Linked DNA regions of Gossypium hirsutum: region 2 is linked to region 1. Evidence: chromatin contacts called from public Hi-C data. All regions are on one chromosome and are shown on one strand. The core of a region is the stretch at or near the end of the contact, and the rest is flanking DNA. Distances in the headings are between cores, read along the strand shown.

Region 1 (7,629 bases), core at 2,067-4,566:
ATTTTGTTCAATTTTAACTTTTATTTAAAAACATTTTAATTTGTTATATCAAAATAAATTATCAAATAAAGCTAGGTATAACAAAAACCCACAATCCTATTCCTCAGTCCCAATTCAATTCGTGGAGGCATTGCCCAATGTAAAACCCCACCAGCAAGCTCACTATAGCCTCGCCTATGCATTAGATGGTAGAAAAATTTGAAATATAAACCTAAGATAAGGAGGAAGCTTAGTGGTTTTTCTCCAAGAGTCACTTTTATTGAATTGCACCATCCTCGCGACCTTGTAATCATTGGTCCTTTTAACATAGTTTTTCTTTTAAATTTGCATTGAATATAAAAAATTCAATTTATGTTTAAATTTGATTAATGATATGGTTTTTTATATCGATTAGTTAATTCCAATTTTATTTTCAAATTTAGGTTATATTCAAGTCGAGATTTAATTAAGAATGATTGGTATTCAGTTTTGAGTGAAATTCAATTTAGGAATCATGTGAAAGAAATAAGGACTTGGTTTATTTGGTGGATAAAGATTATGTTTCTGCAATGAAGAATATGAGAAGAGAGAAAAATAAAGGGGAAGAAGAAAATGAAAATAAAGAAATAAAAAAAATTAAATTGTTCAAAAAAAAAGTTAGGGACTAGTTTTAACATATGGAAAACACAGAAAAATTATATTAAGAGAAATGGAGAATGGAAGAAAACAAAGAAAGAAGCAAAAGAGAATGAAGAATAAAGAAAAAAAAGGAAAGTTAAAAGAACAAAATGAAAAAAAATTGCTCAAAATAAAAAAATATAGGAACCGATTGTAGAATTTAACCTAAAATTTTCATTTGAAATGATGGTTTAATATGTTAGATTAGCTTATTGTTACATTGTTAACGATAATTAACGGCTCAATGACTAAAATATTATAATACGATAACATGATTAAAGACCTTTTTACCTAAATAATACAAAAAATAAAATTAATAACTGAAATGGCATGCCCATGAGATTATTTACCAAAATGGTATGGTTTTACTAGTGTCGCCTGTCAAATTGGCGGCACTAAACTGAAATGTGATTATCTAAAGTATTTAGGGACCTGATATGCAATTTTTTTATTTTGAGTGGTTGCTAGAAAAATAAGATGAAAGGGTGCCGCCTGATAGTGTGTCAACTCCAAACCTTAAATGTGGTAATTGCTTTGTAAACCCTCCTTATTTATTATTTTCCTTTTATTCCCCTTCAACTCTACATTGTGTTTAAACAAGCGATTAACCTATTTTTGTAGTTAAATAAGCCCTTAACTTATGATTTTTACTCATAAAATTCCTTTATTTTAATATTAAAGTAAATATATTTTACCCATATTAAAGGGCTTTTTAGTATATTAGCCGTGCTAGACTCTATGTTGTTGAACCTGGCACTTGCATTAGAGCCAATGAAAACATAGATGGAAGGTTAATATACTAAAAAGCGCTTAAACTATTATACTTTGTTTAAACAAGCTTTTATACCATTTTTGTAGTTAAATAGGCCCTTAAACTAAGATTTTTACCCATGAAAGTCCTAAATTTTAATATTAAAGTAAAATTATTTTAAAAATATAAACTAATTCGCATTTTTATGTTGATGTGAATTTTATTGAAAATAGTTTATTAAATAAAAAATAAAATTTTAGAATTTCTTGAGAGTGCTTATATACTTGACATTCTTAACTACTCTTTTGAAATTTTTGATTACTTTTTTTGATTTTATGTTGATGTTAAAGTGTATATAATTTTTATTGCATCAATAAGAAATTAAGATAAGAGCTTGAAACTCAAAATATATTTACTTTAATATTAAAATAAAGGGCCTTTATGAGTAAAAATCATAGGATAATAGCTTGTTTAACTACAAAAAATAAATTAAGGGCTTGTTTAAACACAATGTAGTGAGTTGAAGGGGATTAAAAAAATAATATATAAGAAGGGTTTACAAGGCAATTAGTCACATTTAAGGTTTAGCGCCAACACACTGTCAGGCGGCACCTTCTTACCTTTTTTTCCAGTAGCCACTCAAAATGAAAAATTTGCATATAAGGTCCCTGAATACTTTAGATCATTACATTTCAGACCGGTGCTATCAATTTAACAGGTGGCACCAGTAAAACCATACCATTTTGGTAAATAATCTCATGGCACGCCATTTCAGTTATTAATTTTATTTTTTATATTATTTACGTAAAAAATCTCATGATTAAAACATAACATTTTAAATATAAATAACTAAAATATAACTTCAGGCAATTAAAAATAACTATTTTAATAGTTTACTAAAATATTATTAATTCTCTTTCAGCTTTCTTTATCTTATTATAACGAAAATGATTTAGATGTCCGAAAAAGCATAAGCTTATCGACGCTCCATTTCTTCAAAATCTCGAAATAAAAAAGCCATTCCAATTTCAAATGGCGACTGCCATCGATCCTAACTCCGGCTTCTGCTCTAAAACAATGACGTTCCATAGCCTCTGACCTCCCGTTCCACTTCCGCCAGAACCAGCTCCTGTTTCACTTACCGACTTCATCTTCTCCCTCCTTAACTCCTCTCCACCCTCTGCCACCGCTGCCGCAATCCTTGACGCTAACACGTGCTGCCGGGTCCTGTACCCCGAACTTATCTTACTCTTAGAAAATCTAGCCTCCTCACTCAGCGCCCAATTCGGCCTCTCCAAAGGCGATTGTGCTCTTGTTTTCTCCCATAACAATATTTACACTTCGATTCTTTACTTGTCTCTCTTCTCTCTAGGCGTCGTCATCTCTCCCATCAATCCAGCCGCCAAGGTTCCCGAGATTCAACACCAAATCTGGCTTTCAAAGCTGGTAATAGCTTTTGCCTCATCTGATTCAGCTCATAAACTCCCTTTGCTTAGACACGGGATCGTTAATATAGACTCGGTTGAATTCGAGTCGTTAATGGAAACTCAACGCGGAAAAAAAAGGAACGAGCAGTAATCGAAGTTAAGCAATCAGATGTCACCACGATTCTCTACTCATCCGGCACGACTGGTCCGGTTAAAGGAGTTGCACTGACACACCGTAACTGGATAGCCAATATTGTTGGAGGGATACGTCCGGTGAGGATGATCCAGATGGTCGGCTATTGTACGATTCCGTTATTTCACGCTTATGGGGTAGTGCTCAATTTGAGGCTTATGACGTCGAGGGAGTGCTTGGTGATAACGGGTGGAAATCGGAGATTTGATATGAGAAAAATGAACAGTGTCATCGAAGAGTATAGGGTTAGCCAGTTGGCACTGGCTCCACCTTTGGTTATAACTATGGATGGGGATGCTGAGGTAATGGACGGCTATGATTTGAGCTCCCTTGAAGTTGTCATCTACGGAGGAGCTCATTTGAGTAAAAGTACAAAAGAGAGGTTGAAAAATCGATTGCCCAAAGTTCAGCTGGCACAGGTAAAACTTAAACACCTTTTCAATTACTTAATTAGGCTGCTAATTCATTAATCGATGATTTCATTATCATTATTTAAAGTCATACGAGCTGGCTGAGACAACAGGGCGAGTGTTTGTCTCATTGGGTCCGGATGAAACCCGAATAGAGGGTGCGACAGGGAAGCTAATGGCAAATTGTGAAGCCAAAGTGGTGGATCCTGAAATCGGTCTGCTTTGCCTCCTATGAAACCATAGGAGCTTTGGGTTAGAGGGGCTTAAGTAATGAAGGGTAATTATGAATTTGGTTACATTGATATCAAATACTTACTCTAGTGTCTTCAATTCCTTGGTTAATTTACATATGTTTGATTTGTGGTTAAGGTTACGTTGATGATGAAGAGGCGACTATTGCTGTTTTGGATAGGGAGGGATGGTTAAGAACGGGCAATCTTTGCTATATAAATAATCAAGGCTATCTGTTTTTTGTTGATAGGATCAAGGAGTTGATCAAATACAAAGGCTACCAGGTTGGTTTCTTGAGCTTTCCATAATTATGGCAAATAAGCTGATTGTAAGAACTATTTATATCATTTTACATTGTATTTTTCTTTAAAATCAGGTTACACATCATGTGTAATCATTCTTCATTCACTTTTAAGGGCTTTTTTAAAAAGATAATGGTAATAGATTGGGCATTGATGGAACAGTTGCCCCAACTGAATTGGAGCATTTGCTTAATTGTCATCCAGATGTCGTGGAGGCTGCTGTTATTCCGTATGTGACTTCCATTATTTTTGTTTCCACTAGTTGCCATAATGATTCTTTTATCCTTTAATTTTATAAAAAAAATTATTTTAGTGTTTTATTTAATTTTTCCTTACACCAATTATTAAAACATTAAAAATAGATGAAAAGTAAATGTTTGCTAATTTTATTGATGTTGCCAAATGTGATTGTCATATGAACAATTAATGATTTTTTTTTAAATTTAAAGATATTAAAAATATATATTTTTTATTTTTTAATAATTTTAATTTTAAAATAATTTTTATATTTTTTTAATTTTTTGAATTTAAAATTTTAATTAATTGTTGACGTGATAATTCACGTGTATGTCACATTAGTAAAATTTAAAAAAAATTATCAATTTTGGGATGATTTGATAAATAAAACAAATTTAATAACTTTAAAAAATGAAAAATTAAATAAAACGACTTTTTATCAAAATTAAAAAGCCAAATAAATTATTATGCCTATTTGGTTTTCAATGTAGGTGTTGAATGAACATTCTAATTCTATTAAATTTTTGTAAGAGATAATTTACGTTTTAGGTCAGTTAATTTAGCATGCAAAAAAAATAATTTACTTCCATTAAAGGCTTCAAAATTTTTATCATTGCTTTTTGGAACAAAGAGGGAGCGGTTTTCAATCCAAAAGGCATAACTTTCCATTGAAAATGTTTGTTAGGAATGCAAAATCCTGTTTTTGCTCTATCTTCTGGATGAATTCCTAATAGCCAGAAGCCTGCTTTGAGATCAAACTTGGAAAATACTCTTGCTTTTGCCAAGCTAGAAAAAGGAGAATTTTTATTTGGCAAAGGAAATTTATCATCTTGGAGGAAATAATTAAGAGGTCGGTAATTGATGACCAATCTTAATTTTCCTCTTATCTGTTCTGACCTTTTGTTCACATAAAATGCTTCACATGCCCATTGACAATTTGATGGTTCAATCATATCCTATTGTTGAAGTTCTTTACATTCTTGTTCTGCTAACAACAAATGATCTGGATTCATCCCCGTATGGCTGGCCTTAGTGGGATTGATGTCTTCATTTTTCTTGAAAGGGAGAGTAATAAAAAACTTGGAGTTTTTTCACAAAGGATTTGGGCATTTGAGCAAGAATTCTGAATGAGAATTTGCACAAAACTTTTCTTTTAATTCTTGAATAGTTTGAAGGATTTTTTCTGTCTGGATGGAAAAGAGCTTGGATATATTTACAAAGGGTTGGAACAGATTTTTGTATCTAACTCCATCAGGAAAAATTCTTAAATGCTGAGCTTTTGTGTAGAGGTCAAAACCTACTACAATATCTTTTCCTCTGAATTTTAAACCTAATACTGTAGTTTTAACACATCCTGGGAAAAACTGAACAGTAATAAGTTTGCTAATCAAATGAGTAGCAAAAGGGTGATCAGTTGTAGAATTGAAATACCTGATATGAGGCTTCCACCAATCTGATGGTAATATGTCTGGGTTCATGATTGTTTCAGCAGCCCCTGTGTCTATAAAGGCAATTTAGTAATAGGTTTACTATATTTGTCTAAATAGACTTTGACAGGTATTTCAGGAACTGGTATAGATCTGTCTTGATGATTTTGTACTTGAGCCTGAGCTTGCATCATATGAAAATCAGAGTAATCTGATTCTTCATCATCCTCAGAATAAACCGAAATAGTGCAAATAGTTTTATTTGACAGTTCTTCTTCAAGGGAACAGACAGATTCTATATCATCATCTTTTTGCATTTTAATGCCTAATTGATGAACCATTTGTGCAATCTTCTTTGCTTTCTTCTTGTTTTTCAGACAATCTTTTGAAAAATGTCCCTTTCGATTGCAGATATAGCATCTATCAGACTTTATCGTTGATCTTCTTTTCTTTCTAAGATATCTCCATTGTGGTTTTCTTCTTCCTTTCCATTTTGAAGGGTTTTTTGGAAAAGATCTGTAATGCTTCTTTTTCTTTGATTGGCAATAACAAAACTTGTCATTTGCACATTTGAAATTCAAATAAGAGTCATCACAGGCTTGATCAATCTTTTTATCACCATGGAGATAGTCTTTGAATATTTTTCTTCTGTTGCAGATATCTTCCAGAGCAATAAAGACTTCTTATTGAATTTCATCGGCTGTTAATTGAAGAATATCTTTATTTTGTCATTGAAGAGCTTGATTTATTACAACTTGAAGTGGATCAGGAAGGGATGAAAGGATTACTAGCTTTAAATTTGAATTTAAGCCCAAAGCACAAAATAATTTGGTCATTATTTTAAAATGCTTTGTTAAATCCTTTTTGCTATAAGAACAATACTTTCTTTTGTAGAATCCCTTCTTTTAAGGGTCAATAAGTCATCTGGATTTCCCACAAAGTGTTGATGAATGATTCTGATAGGCTAAACAAGATCTTGGAGAACCAAAAATTGCATTTGGTTTTGTTTATCAATAGCATTCCACCAATCTTGCAACATTCCTGTAAATCTGGAAACAAATTCCATAAGGATGTTATAATTACTGTCTTCAGTAAGTTTGCGAGTTTCAAGCCATAAATGAGATTCTTGAATTCTGTCTAGCCATTTTTCTGGTGGTAGATCATCAAGAGTAAAAGCGGTCCTTCCAAAAAAACTTCTTTGAGGAAAATGATTTTGTGTAGTGGATGACTCGGGCATTTCTTCATCACTGGGTTCTTCAACTTTTGTGGTGGTTTGCAAGACTTTTGAAAATTCTTTTTTCTCTTCGTCTGTCTGATCCTCTGATGATTCTGATTCTGTTGAAGACCAATCAGTTTCAGATTCTGATGGTTGGTCTTGAATTTGTAAAGTAGAGATTTTTGGAATCATAGATTCTTTTCAATCCTTTAAAAAGTTGTTAAAGGATTTTGATCTCTATCTTTTTGTATCATCAGGGATTCTGAAACTTGTTTGGGAAGAGAAGATGTTGGAAGAGATTCTTCTAAAACTGGTCTCTTACCAAGTCCTTTTTCTCCTTGGTAAGCATGATCTATTTTTTTGGTGGCCTCCTTTTCTTTTTTTTCTTTTTTTCTTCTTGTTTTTTGATTTCTAGAAAAATTTTAATAAGTACTTGGCTTTGTACGCTTAGGAAATTCTGGAAAAGTGATAGGAACACCTTCAGATAGAATTGAACTTCTTTGTCGAATGGAAGGAAATAATTCAACTGTTTCTAGTCTTGGAGTTGATTTAGGATTTTTTTTCCTGTTTCTTAGAGCATTCTTATTTGATCTTTGAGATTTTGAATTTCTTTTCCTCTTTGAGCAAGATGAGAAAAGAAATCTTGTCCTGGTGCTGCTAGCTCTTTTGCGACTGCATCTATTCTTTTTTGAAGAAGTTGAATAAGATCTTTCACCATTTTTGTATTGTCATCAAATTTAGCTTCAACAATGGAGATCTTATAATCAATCTTCTTTAA
Region 2 (7,629 bases), core at 2,855-5,354, 260 kb before region 1:
TTAGACAAAGATGAATGTCATCTAACAATTGTCCAAGATGGTCTTTGAGTTCTAATTTAAATCTATATGAATAATGTCCTGTTCACACTTCTATTTTATCTATTTGAGTTTTTCATGCTGAATAAATCATCTATTCCTTTCTCTCTTTTTTATTTGTATATCACCATAATGATAGAACTATCATGTTTGTTTGCAGCCCTTTTCTTCGAGCAGATATAAAGGTGAGATTTATACAGACAATGCAATTCTGTATCAAGATACTCATGTTTGGTAGTTCTACAACATTTCGTCTGTTTTGGTCAAACAGGTCTTTCTGCAGAGCAACTCAAATGTCAAGTTTACTCCAAGAGCTATTGCAAGGATAATGCATGGAATTGGAAGCCCAGCGTATCCTTCTTCAATTTGGTCAAGAACTCATTTCTGGTATCTTCTATATTTCCCTTGGTTTGTTTGTCATATTTGGAGGGAGTTAACACCATTACTTGCTGGTGAATGTCAAGCATCCATTGAGCAATCCAGTTTAACATCTTGAGCAAATCATAATATCTTATATTTTTATTATTTTGTTTTAATTATAATGCTCATACATAGGAATTGTTAACATCAAGAGCAGTTGCAAGTTTTTTGTCTCAGTATAATGTAAGATTTAATTGGTCATATGATAGCTTGTCAGTTGTCTAGAAATTCTTGGGCCATATTTTCTACCAAGTAGGCCACATGACTTGTAATACCCATGAAAAGAATGTTCTCTTTTTTTTCCTAGATGTCTTTCCCAAAGGTTTTTAAGAGATCTTTAGAAACTACATAAAAAAATTAGTACATTTGTTTCACATTTTTCCTGGCATCCTGCGTGATAATCCTATTAAGTTTTGGAATAGCCAGGTGGTGCAAGAATGAACTGTACTGGATCAAATGTTGCATAATGTTGACTAAATTCAGGGCTTTATTGAACTTTACATTTGAGACGAAGTCCAAGGATAATCATTGTCATTGTACTGCCCTTTAGCCTTTTGCTTTGACAGTGTGCTTCATCACCACATAGCCATGGTTCTATAATCTTTTTCATGAAAGGAGAGAGCTGATTATTCTGATGCTGAGTTGCAGGGGAAGGTATATACAAATAGATTTCAAGGCGGTAATGAATGCAGCAAAGGCAGAACTCATGAATTTTGTTGGGAAAGATGCACCTTAGATCTTTGCCTCATGGACGATATGCAAGCAACTTTATTTGAGAGCCATATCAAGGTACTGATGCCTTCCTTCACCCCCCCCAATATATACATTTGTCCAGCTATTTTTGTGAGTTAAATATCATTTCTCATTTATCGATGATTTTGATACTTCTTTTTGACTATGCTTTGGCGGTCTAGAAGTTGGTTTGCAGAGTAGAGAAAACATGATAAAAATGCAGTCGCATGTGTAATTTATATGACAGGTAAACTTCTTCACCTTTCTCCATTTCGGAACTTAAGAAGGTTTTTTCTAGTGATCTTTTCTTTATGTTTACATTCGAAAAACCAAATTCAGGTCAAGGAACAGCTGCATAATTAAAATGAATTAAGGCTTTGAACTTCCAAAGGATACTAGGAATGCAAATAGTTACTATATTGCAAACAAGCATGCGGCATGATGAACTTGTCCCTTTGCTCCCTGCATAACATTTACGGGAGGCAATGCCATTTGCAATTTTTCATGCATGATGGTCAGCATGTTTACTATTTGCAATTTAGCCTATTTTATTTGGCTCCAAGAATGGACATAACTCATGAGTGATCCTTTCCCTTTTATGGTCTATGACATTTCCGCCCATTGTTGTCTTCCAAGTTACAACAACGATGAATTGATAGTAAATTTTAAACTTAGGGTTTGTTTGTTTGACTGAAAATGATTTCTAAAAAATAACTTTTTTGGAAAAGTTAATATTTTCTGGTGTTTGGATGAATCTGTATAAAAATATTTTCTGTTGTTTGACAGATTTCTTGAAAATATTTTATAAAATCTGTTTTAAATTAAACATACATTCGAGAAAATTTTTTTTATTGTTTAATTGAGCTTATTTTATATCTATTAAATTTATATTTTACAGTATTTTTATATATATTGCAATGATTTATTTATAAATATTCATTTTTCATACAACAATACTCAAAATCTTGGAATCACAGTATCATATTTGTAACATCTGCAGTAACTAAACTCTACAAATCAAAACATCTCCACTTTTAAATATTTTATCCTAGTAAATTATTAATTACCAATGGAGTAACATATTCCTAGTAACACAACAAGCTGATAATAACTGAGCTAATTCATAAAAGATTATATTATCTATTATTCTTCTTCATACACTACGTTTTTCTTGCTTGGCAAAGGCACCATGAAAAGTTGCATTTTTATTTAAATTTTCATAGGGAAACCCATACCAAAACAAAAAGAGTAGAACATAAATAAACAGAGTCTTCAGTTGACATTAGTCTCAAGTTTGATCTTTGAATTAATCTCTTACCTCTTTCCCCTTATAAATAAAAAGTGGTATTTATGCAAAAATAAAAAAAAAAAAATCAGTAGTTAACTTTGTCACTTGAGTGACCCATTTAAAAGGAAGAATTACATTTTGAGAATAATAGGAGATTTCTTAATGGCCTTTGGTGTTGGAACCTATTAAAAGAAATAAAGACATAATGGAAGAAAAATATTTGAATAGTGGAATCAAATCATAGCAAGGATTAGCAAACTTGATCAAGTATCAGTATTATTATCATCCATCAAGGAACAAATATAAGTGATAGATAGATAGTAGTTTTGGTAGTTAGGTGCAATCCTTTAGAATTACATCTTTTCCTTCATTACTAATCTATGCCCATGAGCTAAAATTAATTATCTTTGTGCAAAATTATGAGGTTCCATTCAATGTCCAAAATTCAGAGCAAGGTAAATGCTTTTGAAAATTAAATAAAAATATATATAGCATAATAAGGAATACTGTGGAATTAAAATTCGAACAGATGAGTTTTATATAAGCAAATCCAATTTTCTAAAATAAATGCTCTAAGTATTCGAGTGAATGCTTAGAAATATCATGACAGCAAGGCGTGGAAGTGCATGAAGTAAAGTAGGATAGCAAATGTTAATAAAAATACAACCCTCACTTTTTATTTGTCTACTCAAGGATTTTAAGGACACTAGTTATCAGTGTCACTATATTTTTAAGTGCATTCCCAACGACCTCACAATCAAATAAGCCTAATATGGCCATTAACTTTTTCATTTAAAAGGAGTAGCAGAATTGGCATTGACAAGAAGTAGACAACAAATATGAAAACAGACATTTCTTTTGGGATAAAAGAGCTGTAGCTAACAGATATCCTATAATTAGCTTCTGAATATGAAAATCAGCAAAGGTAATACGAATATACTCTAAATTGCAGTGCAATACCACAATTGGTTGTCTTGTCTTTTAGGGAATTTAATTTTGTTTTAAAATTTGTAACCCAATTTAAAGATTGCATTGAATGGTATCATTATTGGATAAATTCACCAATAAGAGTTGTATAGGGCAAACGTTTGAAATGAACAATAACACCATACAATTAGAGACCCATTCAGATCATCACCATTACAAACAGATAAGACAAAATAAAAGTAATTGGCATTGCATTCTATCGAAAAAAACAACTAACATAATTTTAGCAAAAATAAATATTTTGACATTTTGCCATGTACCGGAGAATAGCATGAAAATATTCATTTCCACAATCCTAATCCTAGAAAACAAAATTGAAGACAAATCAGAAATATCCCAAATAGAATTTAAAAAAAAAAAACCCAAATGTTACCTCTTTGGCAGTCAACTCAGAAGCCTAAGGAAGGACGAAATTAATAGTGAGTTTGGAAGGGATGGAGAAAAGAGTGGGAGGACGAGGTTGTATAAAAGAGAGGAGTTTTAGGAGGGTTTATATTGGGGATCACTTTAGTCCACGCCTCCTTGAATGTGGCATCCACAGAGGGAGCCACTGGCAGATCAGTGGAGAAGGGTTGAGCCCTTGCTACCAAAATGGGTCGACGGGCCAATAGCATTGATGCTCGACACAACATTCTGGGAAGGGGGTTAGTGGTGATTGTTCAGCTATTGCAAGGTCGGAGACAGAGTCTGAGAAGAGGGGTTGTTTAGTCTCTTTCTTCACTCTTTTGTTTTGGTACTTTGTATTTGTGAAATCGTTGCTGGCTGACGGCAATGAGTAGATTAGAGTGACAAGGATGGGGGAAGGGGGAAGGGGAAGAGGCTTCAAGTTAAGTTTAGTGGTAAAGGGAAAAACTTTGGAAAACTTCCTACCAAAATAAAATCTGTAAAACATTTTCTTAAAAGAAATATTTTTTTCCCGTGTTTTGTAAAAGGTGTTACAGTGGGAAATTATTTTCAGCTAAACAAATATTGGAAAATGTTAAACAAACACAACTTAAAAGAAAAAGGAGAGACCCAATTCACTGAAATGATAGTGAAATTATTAGGATGAAATATTAGATATTCAAAACTGATAGTAGTTCTGCATTTAATTATCCATTATTACAGGAAATAATCTAATTTGACATTTGAATTTTCAATCTTCTGTTATCTGCAGCCTGCTAAGGTTGAGGAAAGGTTTACAGTTATTTACTTGGCACTTCTCCCTTTATGAGAGGATGGATACTGTTGGAGGAGGGAGCTGAAGTCGTAATAGTTGGTTTTATTTCTTTATTTTTATTAGGATTTATATGCATCTATGAAAAAATTCCTTAACAGGCCTCTGAATATAATAAATGAATGGAAAGGAATCTGGATAATATCCAGCATATAATAATTAAACTCAGTGCTTTGCATGGAATTATTAGTAACTTTTTGTTGGGTAAATTAGTCTAGTTAGTCACTCAACTTTATGACATTTTCATTTTGGTCATCCATTTTTAAAAAAAATATTAATTTGGGTAAAAAACACTAAAGATTAAAGTGAAAGGTAGAAATTAAAATGATGCATTGTAAATTGTTAAATTGCACTTGTTTATTCTCTTGTTGGAGGTTTTAAAATTTTATTTTTCTTTTTAATATTGAAATTCTAAATTTCAAAGTATGAAAATTAATTAAGTAAATTATTGAAAATTTTTTATTAGATAGTGTTAATCAATTTGTTATTATAATATTAAAATTAATTAAATTATTCTCTTAAATTTTAAAATTTATTTTATGTTTTAAAATTATTTTAAACAAAATCAATTCAAATAACTCATATTTAATCTTTGTAATTAATTAATTTTATATTTTGTGTCAAGCAAAATTTTCAATTTTTTCTAAAACTTTTTTATCCAAAGGAAGTAATTAAAAGAAATTTAAGTTTTATATACCATTAACTAAGGTTAAGATCGATTTCATTAGTTTAAGAGAATATCGTTCTTTTAAATTCTTATTTTTTGTCAAATAAAGTGCATTCATTCATAAACTAAATAATAGGTTTGAAAATAGGAAAGTTTGCTTTATCAGGTACTACAGGCATCGCCATAAAGTTTGGTGTGGCATGATAGACAACAAAGTCATTTGAAACATTCCTAAGAAATTTAGAAGATAGTTTTTATATAATATTTAAAATTATTCATAAATTTTTTTGATATTTCATTCTGTACTACTCACAATGCTTATGCCAACCGTGGCTTTCGCTGTAAATATGCAAAAGTATAATGTTATAGAATGGCTCAAGTAAAATCCTGCAACCAGTTATCAAAGGTTCTAGCCATAAGTTAATTTGTAATGGATTTATTAGAGAGCATCAAAATAATAGATGTAGCCTCAACTTTTTGAACAAGATTTTCAATATGCAGATTTGGTGACTGAAACTTCAGCTGTCGTATTAGTCTTGGCAAAGCTCGGATTTCCAAGTTACAATAATGGAGTGAGGACATTGAACTGATGTAATGTCAGCCACTTGAGAGAAAGCGAGGTGGATAAACCCCGTTTCGCTAAATGTTTATTTCTTTCTATTCCCATCCCGTGTGTAATATTTGACTGTAAGATTTTGATACGATCCGTCTCGAGGTGAGTCGAGTCGTATGTGAAATGCCCGATCGTCTACGAGAAGTAACGTTAACTTAGTTTAGAAATTTTTAAAAACAGAAGTCGGGGTTGAGAAGAAAGGTGTCTGAAAGAAATGGTTTAGATGTAATGGCACGACATGGTCGATTTTTGGTATGTTTGGGTTAAGAAAGAAATGGGATCGATCAAAGAATGCAAACAAGAACCAATACCGATTTGGTATCGACTCGTTATTTATATGCGCTTTATTTTTGTTCGGTTTAGGTTTGGAAAAGGGAACCTCGACCCACTATCCAACAAGATAGGAACCTCGGTATGTTGAACGCCACACTACGGATAGTGATAAGTTCAGGTTCGACAAAGAACACGGTTGACACAACTAGAACGCTAGGAACGCCAATCGAATCTTTGAACGAAATATAAGAAAAGTTTGCCTCATAATTTCGGCAGCATAACATTAACAAAGTTTCAAAAGTCCCTTTACATCGAAAATGAACAAGTATTTATAGGCCTAAAGTCTAGGTAGCCGATTGGCCTTTCATACTACAATTTAATTAAAAGAAAATTCTAGAAACATTAACTCTTAATGTGCATGACTAGATTTGGCTATGGGAATGGTGGATGAATGCACCTTCATGCTTAAGAAAAACAAAATGAGTGCATGATGTCCAATGGTCACTTGTAAGGTTTGGCCAACCTTGTTAAATGAAGCAATGTTTGGCCAAAAATTATGAATTAATTGTGGATACTCCAAGGGCCAACATATGTGTGAAAAACGAATGTTGAAGAGTCTTCTAGTGTGAAAAAGATGAGCCGAAAAGTCTTGCCATGTGAACATAGATGTGAAACGAATTAAGGATATTCATGGGGAAGCTAATCGGCCAAGCTATCTTCATGCATGTGAGGGTGTCCTTTGGCCGAATGGTCACCTTGAAAAATGAAGAGATAGCACACCATACATGAATGGAAACATTCATGAACCTTGAAAACATTGAATGTGATCATACATGCACTTAGCCGAACATGCACCTAGGAGATTCAAGTCCATTGTGTTCCTACAAGAAATGTGAACAGAATTAATTCAAGCTAATGTGAACAAAATATCAACATTAAATTCGGTTATGACAAATTTAATTATCATCAATAAACACTTTTAAGACATATTTAATAAAACTAATGTGAACTAAATTTAATATGTGGGATATTAATTAACTAATTATTGAACTTATTAAATAAAAAGTCAATAATAGTCAAATAAAGTCAAAGTGAACTCCACGAGCTGATGTTTAATTCATGAGCTAAACCCGAGCTGGGCTTAGACTGGTGAACTGATAATGAGCTGGTCCCGAGCTGTGGAACTGGGATGAGCTGAATCCGAGCTAATAAACTGGTGTTGAGCTGCATGGGAGCTAACTTGAACTGGAGGTGAACTCAGTGAGCTGAAATGAACTTGTAGAAGAGTTCGGCATGGATTCTTAAAGTTGCCACCAGCTAGTTCGGTAGGTCTAGCATTGACATCATCCCACATTTGCTGAACTAAAGCTATAACAACTTCTTTAAATTGTTTTGCA

Evidence for each region. A called contact is a pair of places that touch in the nucleus more often than the background predicts.
Region 2: a Hi-C map of fibers shows a contact between it and region 1, with 3 times the contacts expected there. The contact joins two enhancer-like sites. A contact is called at or near these places in 2 of 34 Hi-C or Micro-C datasets (fibers and leaf).

The regions. Positions count from the first base shown.
Region 1 is chrA01:95,300,423-95,308,051 of Gossypium_hirsutum_v2.1, reverse strand. It overlaps the pseudogene LOC107917104. Among protein-coding and RNA genes, the nearest start is that of LOC107916900, 16 kb to the right of the region's middle. Within about 2 kb of position 3,316, at least 6 of the 9 cell types and tissues checked have an H3K27ac peak or open chromatin away from gene starts, as enhancers often do. A contact at or near this core is called in fibers, where this site is marked.
Region 2 is chrA01:95,558,441-95,566,069 of Gossypium_hirsutum_v2.1, reverse strand. It overlaps LOC107916626 (ATP-dependent DNA helicase Q-like 5), which reads left to right. Exons shown (of 21, transcript XM_041109657.1): 17 at 197-221; 18 at 308-423; 19 at 1,105-1,245; 20 at 1,374-1,435; 21 at 4,620-4,792. The coding sequence ends at 1,192. Among protein-coding and RNA genes, the nearest start is that of LOC107916626, 16 kb to the left of the region's middle. Within about 2 kb of position 4,104, at least 5 of the 9 cell types and tissues checked have an H3K27ac peak or open chromatin away from gene starts, as enhancers often do. A contact at or near this core is called in fibers, where this site is marked.